Linked DNA regions of Mus musculus: region 1 is linked to region 2. Evidence: chromatin contacts called from public promoter capture Hi-C data. All regions are on one chromosome and are shown on one strand. Each heading gives the region's core, a stretch centred on a gene start, on an enhancer-like site or on the middle of the called end of the contact. The rest is flanking DNA. Distances are from core to core; before and after follow the strand shown.

Region 1 (5,115 bases), core at 612-3,111, 76 kb after region 2:
ATTTCTACTAGTTTATTTCCATTGTTTCTATCTGCAACTTTCAGATCAATGCTGTCTTTCAGAGGACAATGCTCAATGCTCAAGCTTCCTGGTTTGATATCACTAGGTCCTTTCCTAGGTCTCCCGGGGACCTTCTCAAAGCTCCTTTTAGAGCCTGAAGCCTTCTTAGAACATTCCATCTCTATCCCCATGATGCCACTGATGGTAAAGTTGCCAGGAGACAAGCCTCAGAGTATGCCTGTGGAGCAATTATTTAGACTAAGTTAATGAGGGAAGGCCCACCCTGAATGTGGGCAGCACCATTCCCTAGGCTTGTATCCTGGACTGAATATTAGAAAGAGCTGACTTGTAGCATTCACTGTCCTCTGATTCCTGAGTATGGATGCAATGTGCATGGCTGCCTTGACCTTTAGCTATCAGGTTTTCCCTGTCACAGTGGACTAATGCACTGTCACACTATCAGCACAAATTAACCCTCTCCACCTTAAGATGCCTTTGTTAAAGTATTTTTATCATAGCAACAGAAAAGGCAACTAATACATTCCCAATCCCATGTCCTTCAGGGGCAGTACTGAGAACCTAGGCTACTATTCAAGGAAGCCATGTGGGTCTAGAGGTTTGAACCCAACAAAGGCTCAAGCAGTACTACCATAGGGGCCTGGTCCACGGTGGCTCCGTCCACCTCCTCCTTCAATGCAGCATCTAAGGACAGTTACTACTAATAAGCAATTAAAGTTGATACTTGTAAAAGAGCCACGGCAGCCCTTCTCCCGATGCAGCAGGATCTGTAGAGCAGAACTGCTGAGTCACAGAGAGAGAGGAAGGCTACATGAGTCGGTCGGACCCTCCCTGTAGAGCAGAACTGCTGAGTCACAGAGAGAGAGGAAGGCTGCATGAGTCGGTCGGACCCTCCCTGTCATATGTAAACCCCAGGCGGCCAAAGTGAAATGATCTGTCATTTACCAGCACAGAACCTGCATCAGAAGTCTGGGGGGGGCCCAGACTGCAGAATCGTGTAGTTAGTTATCCATGATCTGCTATAACAGACCTTCTTCATGAGTCATTCTGGATCATGTGCTCAGCAGTTGTTTCAAGACACTCCCTCCCCCACCCCCGAAAGCAAGCCAATTAAAAACTGGAATTCAAGATCTCAAACTGCAACTCTATTACAGCTGACAGCTACTGTCCCCCAACTGTAGGAGAGCCAGAACAAAGGGCTCTGGCTGGCAAAGAAAGACCTGACCTGCCTCCAAATCACACAGGTGTAAGAAGAATCAGAAGTGTTGCAGTTTCAGCAAAGCTGCACTTGGTAAAGGGATTCGTTGTTTCTCAGACTGTGTCACAGGGGACAGAGGCAAAGCATTCTGTGTGCTTGCCCCCCCCCAAAAAAAAAACCATCATTGTTTGCATTCAATGAAATTCCTTTCAAAATCAACTTTCCACATCTCAATTATATTCAACAACATTCTAGCTAACATTTCGGCTGCAATTCAAATTAACTAATGCCCCAAAGAGCCCCTAATCGACACGGTTCTGAGCTCAATTGAATACAATCAAAGCTCAGGAAATGAAGGGGGGAATGCTTATTTCATGCAAATTCTGAATATCGCTCAAGCTTAATTTTACTGATAATATAAAGGTGGGACATTTTGAGCATTACAGAGAATGAAACCTTTAAGCGGTGAGAGTTATTTTATAAAATGCTACCTCTGAAAAGCTGATTGCCAAACAGTATAAAAACGGTTTGAGGCATAAATGCCAAGTTCATTTCTATTTCACTTCTGAGGTAACTATCTTTCAAATCGCAACAGCTGGACTATTTAACACAATCTGGTGAATCACGGTGTAGCGCTTCTCTGGTCTCCCAGTGGGACGTCTGCATTAGTCTGTGGCAGCCATCCAACAAATGACGTGCAGTGGCCGGTCTGAACTCTGTTTCATTTACAATAAAAAACGGATAAAACCACAATCATATTTGCCACCTTCAAGGATGGAAAATGGAAAGATTTAAATTTGTCTTTATAAAGTAGTTTTCTGGGAAAACTCCAAAGAGGAAGTCAGTTTCTATTTCCCTAGTGTATAAATGAGTCTTGCTTCCCCCTCCAGTCCCTGCAGCGAGCAGAGTGGTGAAGGGAGCTGGCCTTACTAAAGCTGATGTTCATTGTTTCTTTCAGAAACTCTTGATTTTTTTTTTTCAGAGCTTTTCATGCGCCAGTCTAAAACTTCGAAAATATTACATCCCAAACATAAGCTGAGAATTTCTAATCACTATCAAGCCTCATCCTTGTGGGACTGGAGGTAGAACGGAGCTTTGACTTTGTGTACTTTTTAAAAACTGTATTTTATCCAAAGCTCTGTACCGGTCCATCAGTCTGACTCTGCTTTTATTTGTGGGAAGACAGGCTTAAAGTACAGAAAGTATTCCATACGTCCGGATTAGCCAGAGTCCCTTTTGTCACAGGTAACAATAGCTGAGGAAAGACCCTGGGCTCACATTCAGCAAAATTTCCTTTAGTTTTTTAGCTGCCATGCCGTTTACATCATAGACCCTGGTGGTCCCTTCAAGGCTATACCAGCTTGTTTCTTCTACTGTGCCAGCTAGACCAAAGACAATTTATTAGATTCTGATCATGAAGAGCCTTCACTGGTAAAGCCATGTAGGGAACACATAAACTCACTACAAAACACTCATGACACTTTCTTTTTGGCTTCTGGGCTGTTTTTACACACACACACACACACACACACACACACACACACAATTTTGGATAGATTTTAGTCTCTATGAAAATTCATTTAGATCCCAGGTATTTAAAAACTGTGTGTCATTTACAAGAAATATGTTAAAAGACATGCAGCCTCCCACAGAAGTCTCCAGAGGAAACATTGGTTCCTTTAAAGTCAGCTATGCACAGTGTGCATTTTCATAGATATCTATTTTAAGTTTTCCTTTCCATTTACTATATTTTATACATCAAACTTTTAAGATAGGAGTCACAGGAATTCAGCCTATCACCTTTTGTATACTTCCATGACATGATAAAGTATCTTTCAAGTGAAATGTGTTTTATCTGGTTTAAGAAGTCTGGTTGGTTTAATCTCAGGGTCTGAAAATGCTTTTCCAGTCTTGGAAGTTACTTTCCTTTCCATTAAAACAAAACAAAACTTCACTCTACCTCATGAAACACAAATAAAAGGAAACATAAATACTGTTAAGAAATGTTTTTTTTTTTAACAACAACAACAAAAACCCCTACAAAGTACCAAAGGCAATTTGCAAGAAATGATACATTTTAGACAAAGTCCTATAAAATCTGAGCCCTTGTAACTGAAAGCAAACATTAAGGGGCAATTAATTCTTCAAGAGAATGGAGAATTACTTGGTAGCCCTTTAACAGTAATTTTGAGATTTACTCAATGGTATTTTACCAGTCATTTTTTTTTCACTAGGTGTAATACATCCTGAACAATTAATCTGGAAGAAGTTGCTGTCTGTACAGCCCCTCTGAACGCAGAGACAATACTGACTGCTGAGTTTTCCGGCAGTCCACAGGATAACTCCTGGGGGTGGGGAGGGGGGAGAAGAAAAGACCAAGTGAGGGGATCTCGGCTTCCAGAGCATCCAGTTGTTCGGCTAATTTTGTTGTTAAAACTTAATTGTCCATGTACCGGCACACACGGGGCTCCATTGTGGTCCTGCTCTGTGGAACAGAGCAGTTTCCTGCAGTGTCCGTACACAATTCAGCAGTGCTAAGATTACAGCTGAGCGCCCAGCAAATCCTTTAATTGTATAAGAGCATGAGATTAAGCAGGAACGTCCATGCGGCTCATTCTGCCAGTAGACTCTTCTCAGAAATAAATGTTTAAATGTTTACTAAGTACAGGAAGCTGCCCTTCTCCCCTTCTCCTCAATGCAGAGCGTGCACACAGACACACACAAACACCCAAAGACACACACACACACACACACACACACACACACACACACACAAACACACATGCATACACCACAGAAAGAAAAAGGCAAAGGAGGTGATGAAGAAATGGAGGACAGAAAGTAACCAGAAGAAAGCACACTCCTTTCACCACAGGGACCGGATACTTCCCTAGCCTCCATTTGGATAAAAGGTTGACCCAAGCCTTTTTGAAGAAATGGTTACTTGGCCGACAAAACAAATGCACGTCCTACTGAGACCAGTACTAGAGAGAAAGATTTTGTGCAAAGTTGATAACAAAAGTAAGTTTAAGAATAGAAGTTTCCATTTGTGGACATATTTCAGAACCTCAGACTCTCTGTCTCCAATTGTAGAAACCAGTACTTTTCCATTTCATTTTTTAACATTCGGTTCACACTAGAAGAAATAAAAGTGAAGAGGTGAGTTAGGGGTCAAACCCTGATTTAAAAACTCGATCCTGTTTTTAATTAAAAACTTGAAAGGCATTTAGATTTCCTTTTTCCTGTCATGGAAAGGTGTGACTGGTCACACCAACCAAGATACGTCTAAAATTTCTCTTTCATCAGCTAACCTCTACTATTCAAAAGATGGCTCAGACAAGATGAACTCTTGCTAGAATAAATCTGCATGGGGCCAAATGTTACAGGTATTTAGAGATACCAGAGACCTGGAAATTAAATGTAAATTAAAATTTTTAAAAAATGGCTTCAATAGAAAAGAACACTTTTCTATTGAAATGAAGTCCTATAATTGCTACATGGGCTCATGGTTTTCTTTTTCTTTTTAATTCTCCAAGGGCACAAAGTGACCTGTGTTGAACCTCCCAAACAAAAAACAGCAAGCTAACTGCCTGCCTGGTGCTTCAAAGGGATATTTAAAAGAACTTGAAGCTTCCAGCTTCTAGTCTGGGGCTTCGAAGAGCAGGGTGCATTAGAAATATGTTGGGTGATAAATGAGCTAAATACCTAATAAAAAATGGAAAAAAAAAAAAAAAAAAAAAAAGAAATATGTTGGGTGGAAATGACCATGAGAAGAAGGGCACACTGAGAAATCGCTGCCTCTTGCTCCATCGTCGTGAGACTGAGTCCCCTCCACCAGTCCTATCCTCAGCGCAAAGTTCCGAATGAAAAGTCACTGTAGTAGTTGACTACCGTTTACT
Region 2 (4,952 bases), core at 292-2,791:
CAGGCAAATGATTGAACTAGAAAATATCATCCTGAATGAGATAACCCAGACCCAGGAAGACATCCATGGTATGTACTCACTTATAAGTGGATATCAGCCAGAAAATACAGGATAACCTTGGTACAATTCAGAGACCCAAAGAAGCTAAGCAAACAGGAGAGCTCAAGGGAGGGTACTTGAATCTCACTCAGAGGGGAAATAAAAAAGACACTGGGTGTGGATGGAGAGAGGGACCTGGTGGGAGACGGGGTAAGGAGGGGACTGGGGGTGAGGATCAGATATGGGGATAACAGGGGTTGGGGGTGAAAGGGTTGGGAGTGAGAAGGGAAATCAGTGGTGGGGGAGCATCTCTGGGAAGTGCCTTAGACCCAGGATGGGGAAGCTCCTGGGAGGATGTGGGGGTGACCCTAGCTGAGACTCCTCGCAGCAGGGAATATGGGGAGTGAAGTGGTCACCTCATGTAGCCAGGCAGGACTTCCAGTGGAAGGAGGGGGGCAACAAGCCACACACACAACCTTCCACCCAAAATCTGTCCTGACTACAGATGTGCAGGAATACAGATGGAGCTGAGATTGGGGGAATGGCCAACCAATGACTGGCCCAACTTGAGACCCATCCCATGGGAGAGAGCCAACCCCTGACACATTAATGATACTGTTATGCTTGCAGACAGGAGCCTAGTGTAACTGTCCTCAGAGGTTCCGCCCAGCAGCTCACCCAAAAAAAGGCGGAGTCCCACAGCTAAACATCAGGCAAAGCTCCAGGAATCTTGTGGAGGAGTGGAGGGAAGGATTGGGACCCAGAGTGGTCAAGGACACCACGAGAATACCTACAGAGCCTGGGACCATGGGGGCTCACAGAGACCGAGCCACCAACCAAAGAGTATGCATGGGCTGGACTTAGGCCCCCTACACATATGTAGCCGAGGTGAGGTTTGGTCTTCATGTGGGTCCCCTCACAATTGTAGCAGTGGCTGTCTCTGACTCTGTTGCCTATCTTTGGTCCCCTTCCCCTAGCTGCCTTGTTAGACCTCAGTGAGAGAGGATGGGCTTAGTCCACTTGTGATTAGATTTCTCAGGGTCGGGTGGTACCCAGGGGAGAAGGGGGGGAATGGGAGAAAGGTGTGGAAGGGTGGGACTAGGAGGGAAGGGAAGAAGGAACAGGGAGGCAGAGAGCTGCATGGCACAATATATTAAAATAGGGAGATGAAGGGGAGGGTCGTATAGTTCAGTAGATGGGACAGGGAGGGGAGCAGGACACTCATTGTTCCCTGTTAGGGCCCTGGAGCTGCAAGTCTCTAAGCCAAAGACACTGGGCTGCTGGGGCTGGAGCAGGAAGTAGGAGGGGCAGAGGCTGCAGCCAAATCCTTCTGCTGTGCCGCTGATGAAGTACAAACATACTAAGGAACATTCCAACGGGATAGGAAGAAACAGTAAGATAAACAGCTGTGCCGTGGTGCAAACTGGAAGCTGGAGGATACGTCCTGAGGAGGCTAGGCAATCAAGGTTCCCCTGCAAAATTCGAGTCCCTGATTTAGAGGCAGCGGGCTCGCAATGTCCTTCCAACACCGCCCTCTTGTGGTGCATCTGGTAACTGCATACAGCTCCACACAGTAATAGCGGCGATTTGAAACTGAATACAATTTAATCCTTAAGTGAAAAGAAGCGTCCTGTAAAAGAGGGCAGACCCCAATGCAAAAGTTTGTCCCTGGACTGTAATTTGTGATCTTTCTCCCAAGTAAATCTCCCCCAGGGTCAAACAGTTTTCCCTCCACAATACTTAAAACGTTATAGTGCTAAAAAGGACGAAAGGGATATTACATGGAAAAGCCTATTAGAAGCTGGTGAGCATCTCTCCAGATTCTGTGAATCCCTGTGCTCAAAGATATGTGAAAACACACAGAAATAGGGCTACCAAAGTCTTGTCGCCTCAATTTTGTTTTTTATCCTTGTTTTCTGTTTCAATAATATGCTGTGGTCAGACATCTGCACAATAAACACACAGTATGTCATCATTTTTAACATTCTGGAATTATTTTGCTGCCCTTTTCTGTTTTGGGAGGGGCGGAGGGGGGCAGGGTTTCTTTATGTACCCTTGGTTGTGCTGGAACTCATAAAGACCAGGCTGGCCTCAAATTCAGAGACACACCTGCCTCCTCTTACTGAGTCTTGGATTAAGGGTGTACACCACGTCCAAATTTTGCTGTTGCTTTTTGCTTTTTGGTTTGTGGTGCTAGGGATCAAACCCAGGGCCTCACACAAGTCCTCCACTACTGAGCTACACCCTTACTTTTTAAATAATTTTGATAGAGTCTCATTAAGTGACTTAAGCTAGCTTTGAACTCACTCTGTAGCCCTGAACTAAAATTCTCCTACCTCAGCCTCCTGTGGGGGGTGGAATTACAAATATGCCACCATGTCCACTTGTTTTGATTATAAAAGTTAACTCTGTGCACACCAATCGTGGTATGAGACAACCTTCCTGCTAAGGCCAGCACGCATGGAATTGGTATGGTGGGGTACCCGTCAATTACTTAAATTGTTGAGGAGCAGACATATAAAAGTGGGTTTGTGATCTTGATACAGAACACAAGAAGGGGAACTCTGGTTAGGTGTGACATGTGGTGTTTGCCTGGTGGAATACTATGCACCCATTATTCCAGTCACAAACACACCAATATGCAGGGAGGGTCACATAGCAAAGCAAAGGCTCACTACATTGTACATACAGATTGCCCTGCTTTAAAGTACAAAATTCATGTTTCATATGTCTTATCTTTATATTATATATAAAGAAACACACACACACACACACACACACACATGTTCCTGAAGGAAAAAAAATGTTTCTTCAAGAACACTCCTGCCACTCCTAGGAATCAGGAATGGGAGAGTATGGGAGAGTATTCACCCCTATATATTCTCTTTCTCTCTCTCTCTCTCTCTCTCTCTCTCTCTCTCTCTCTCTCTCTCTCTCACTCACTCACACACACACACCTGCACTGTGACTTATGTAATTAGCCTCTGTTGATGAAGGCTCAGGTGTTCCTCTATTAAGAACAAAGCTGCCACAGCTACTGCATTGGCTGCTTTTCTGTCATAGAATACAGGAACGACGGACAGGAAGAAAGACTTAGTTGGGCTCCTAGCTGCAGAGGGTTCCAGGAAGAGGACAGAGAGAATGTGACAGAAAACAGAGCCAGACAGAGCGTTTCAGAGGCCTGCTCCCTATCGACTCACTTCCTCCAGTGAGGCCCCACCTCCAGCATGTTCACCCTCCAGAGACAGTCCCACCATCTGGGGACATGAGACTGCTCGGCATGAACCCAGGAGCAGTGTTCCACACCCAAACCTTCATAGCCCCCTTGGATCTCAGGCACTGTAGATCCGTCTCTATATCTAAGTAGAACTCACAGAGGAAACTGCCCCATCAGTTCTTTGGGGGTGAGACCCAGAGTGTGTGGAGCAAGCCCTCTGACCCTGAGGCACGTCCCTGGTCCCTTGTCCACACTATCCACGGTAGTGACCACCATCACGTGGCCGATGGGAGGGGAGGAGTTGCCCCACTGCGTTTCTGAAGTGCCCAGGCTCTGACTCTGGCTGGGGAGGCGGGCAGTGGCTGTGCTCCATTTTCCACACTCTTGGTCAGGCTTAACAAACTCTCCACATGCATGTGTCTCTCTCACAACACTATCCCTGCTATTGCTGTTTTGTCAGCCTGATCCCTCCACAGCAGCCAGTGTGAGCCTCTGCCCACAGGCCCTGCTCACATCCAACCAGGGGCTCTGCTACATGCTGCAATCAACCCAACCCCGGCCGTGGTCTGCGCGGGGCTGTGTCGTCTGGTCCTTGACTGCATCTTCCAATCTCATACTTCCTTATAGTTCATATCTTCATTCTACTAAGGCTGAGTGCTGGCCAGCCTGCTGCTCCAGTTACAGTCTAGGCCTAGGGCCTCTGTACTTTCATTCCCTGCTTGGAATTCTGGTTCTCTCCAAAGCTGGAGGTCTCTTTCCTGTGTGCCTACATCTCAGTTTGAATGTCCCCCTTGGAGGAGCAGCTTCCACCCTATTCTGGGGGGGACTCTTCCTTCCAGGATGCTAGCCCCTCTAGCACAGCCCGAGAAGGCGTTCCACACCTACATGTCCACGCATCTTTGTGGTCCACAAACTATAGACTGTCTTGCCCCTGCTGTGACTGCAGCACCCAGGACAGGGCCTGCTTCGTGTTGCGTTTCTCCAAATGGCCACTGGGAGAAGTGAACCATCTTTTCCATAGACAGCATTATAAAGAAAACCCGACAGAATCTTTTCAGTGTTACGATTTGGGGGGGGGGGGGCTGGATTTGCAAATAGCTTATTATTCAGGGGGAGCAGTACACCCCACCCGCTGTACCTACTTCTTCAGAGAGAAGCAGAAAGGTTAATACGGCCCCGTCAGAGCAAAGGAGCCAATTAGTACAACTGCAATTCTGAAGAAGAATGGAGGTTAATTGCTTGGAGTCCACATGTCTCAAACGCCTAATGCTATATCATTATTTTTTTAGCTACATATTATTCATTTCATACACTTAAGTATTCCGCCTTATTACTAATTAGTAATTCCTTATCCTCAAATTTTGCCCAATGCAGGCTGTCACCATAGGGACTCCTCAGCCCCTATCTCCCCCTCCCAAGATAGAACAAGACTGTAGAGAACTTGGCACCTCCTGTCCCCCACTGCCACCTCCCGCTCCCACTGGCACCCCCCCCCCACCCGCCATTTTCACCTCTTCCCTTCTTGGGCATGGTTCCCCTGACTGCTTGTTCTTTCATCTCAGCCTCTAGCTTCACCCTCCTCCTCAGTCCTCAGCATTGACTGTGGCTCAGGGACTGGTCTGTGATTATCTATTAGTTGGGCCCAAGATGTGAATTCTTCTGGCTTGGAAGGCCTTGTTCTTTTGAACAGACCTGT

Evidence for each region. Promoter capture Hi-C pulls out the DNA fragments that hold promoters and counts their contacts.
Region 1: a promoter capture Hi-C map of hippocampal neurons shows a contact between it and region 2, with 4 times the contacts expected there. The contact joins two enhancer-like sites. A contact is called at or near these places in 11 of 39 promoter capture datasets (the 3T3-L1 cell line, cranial neural crest, embryonic stem cells and 7 more) and 7 of 484 Hi-C or Micro-C datasets (the N1E-115 cell line, cumulus cells, embryonic stem cells and 4 more).

Annotation. Positions count from the first base shown.
Region 1 is chr19:58,978,015-58,983,129 of GRCm38.p6, forward strand. All of the region lies in intron 16 of Shtn1 (shootin 1), which reads right to left. Among named protein-coding and RNA genes, the nearest start is that of Eno4, 37 kb to the left of the region's middle. Within about 2 kb of position 1,862, at least 104 of the 459 cell types and tissues checked have an H3K27ac peak or open chromatin away from gene starts, as enhancers often do. A contact at or near this core is called in the N1E-115 cell line and hippocampal neurons, where this site is marked.
Region 2 is chr19:58,902,655-58,907,606 of GRCm38.p6, forward strand. It overlaps a transcript of Hspa12a not described here. Among named protein-coding and RNA genes, the nearest start is that of Mir3086, 6.6 kb to the right of the region's middle. Within about 2 kb of position 1,542, at least 22 of the 459 cell types and tissues checked have an H3K27ac peak or open chromatin away from gene starts, as enhancers often do. A contact at or near this core is called in the N1E-115 cell line and hippocampal neurons, where this site is marked.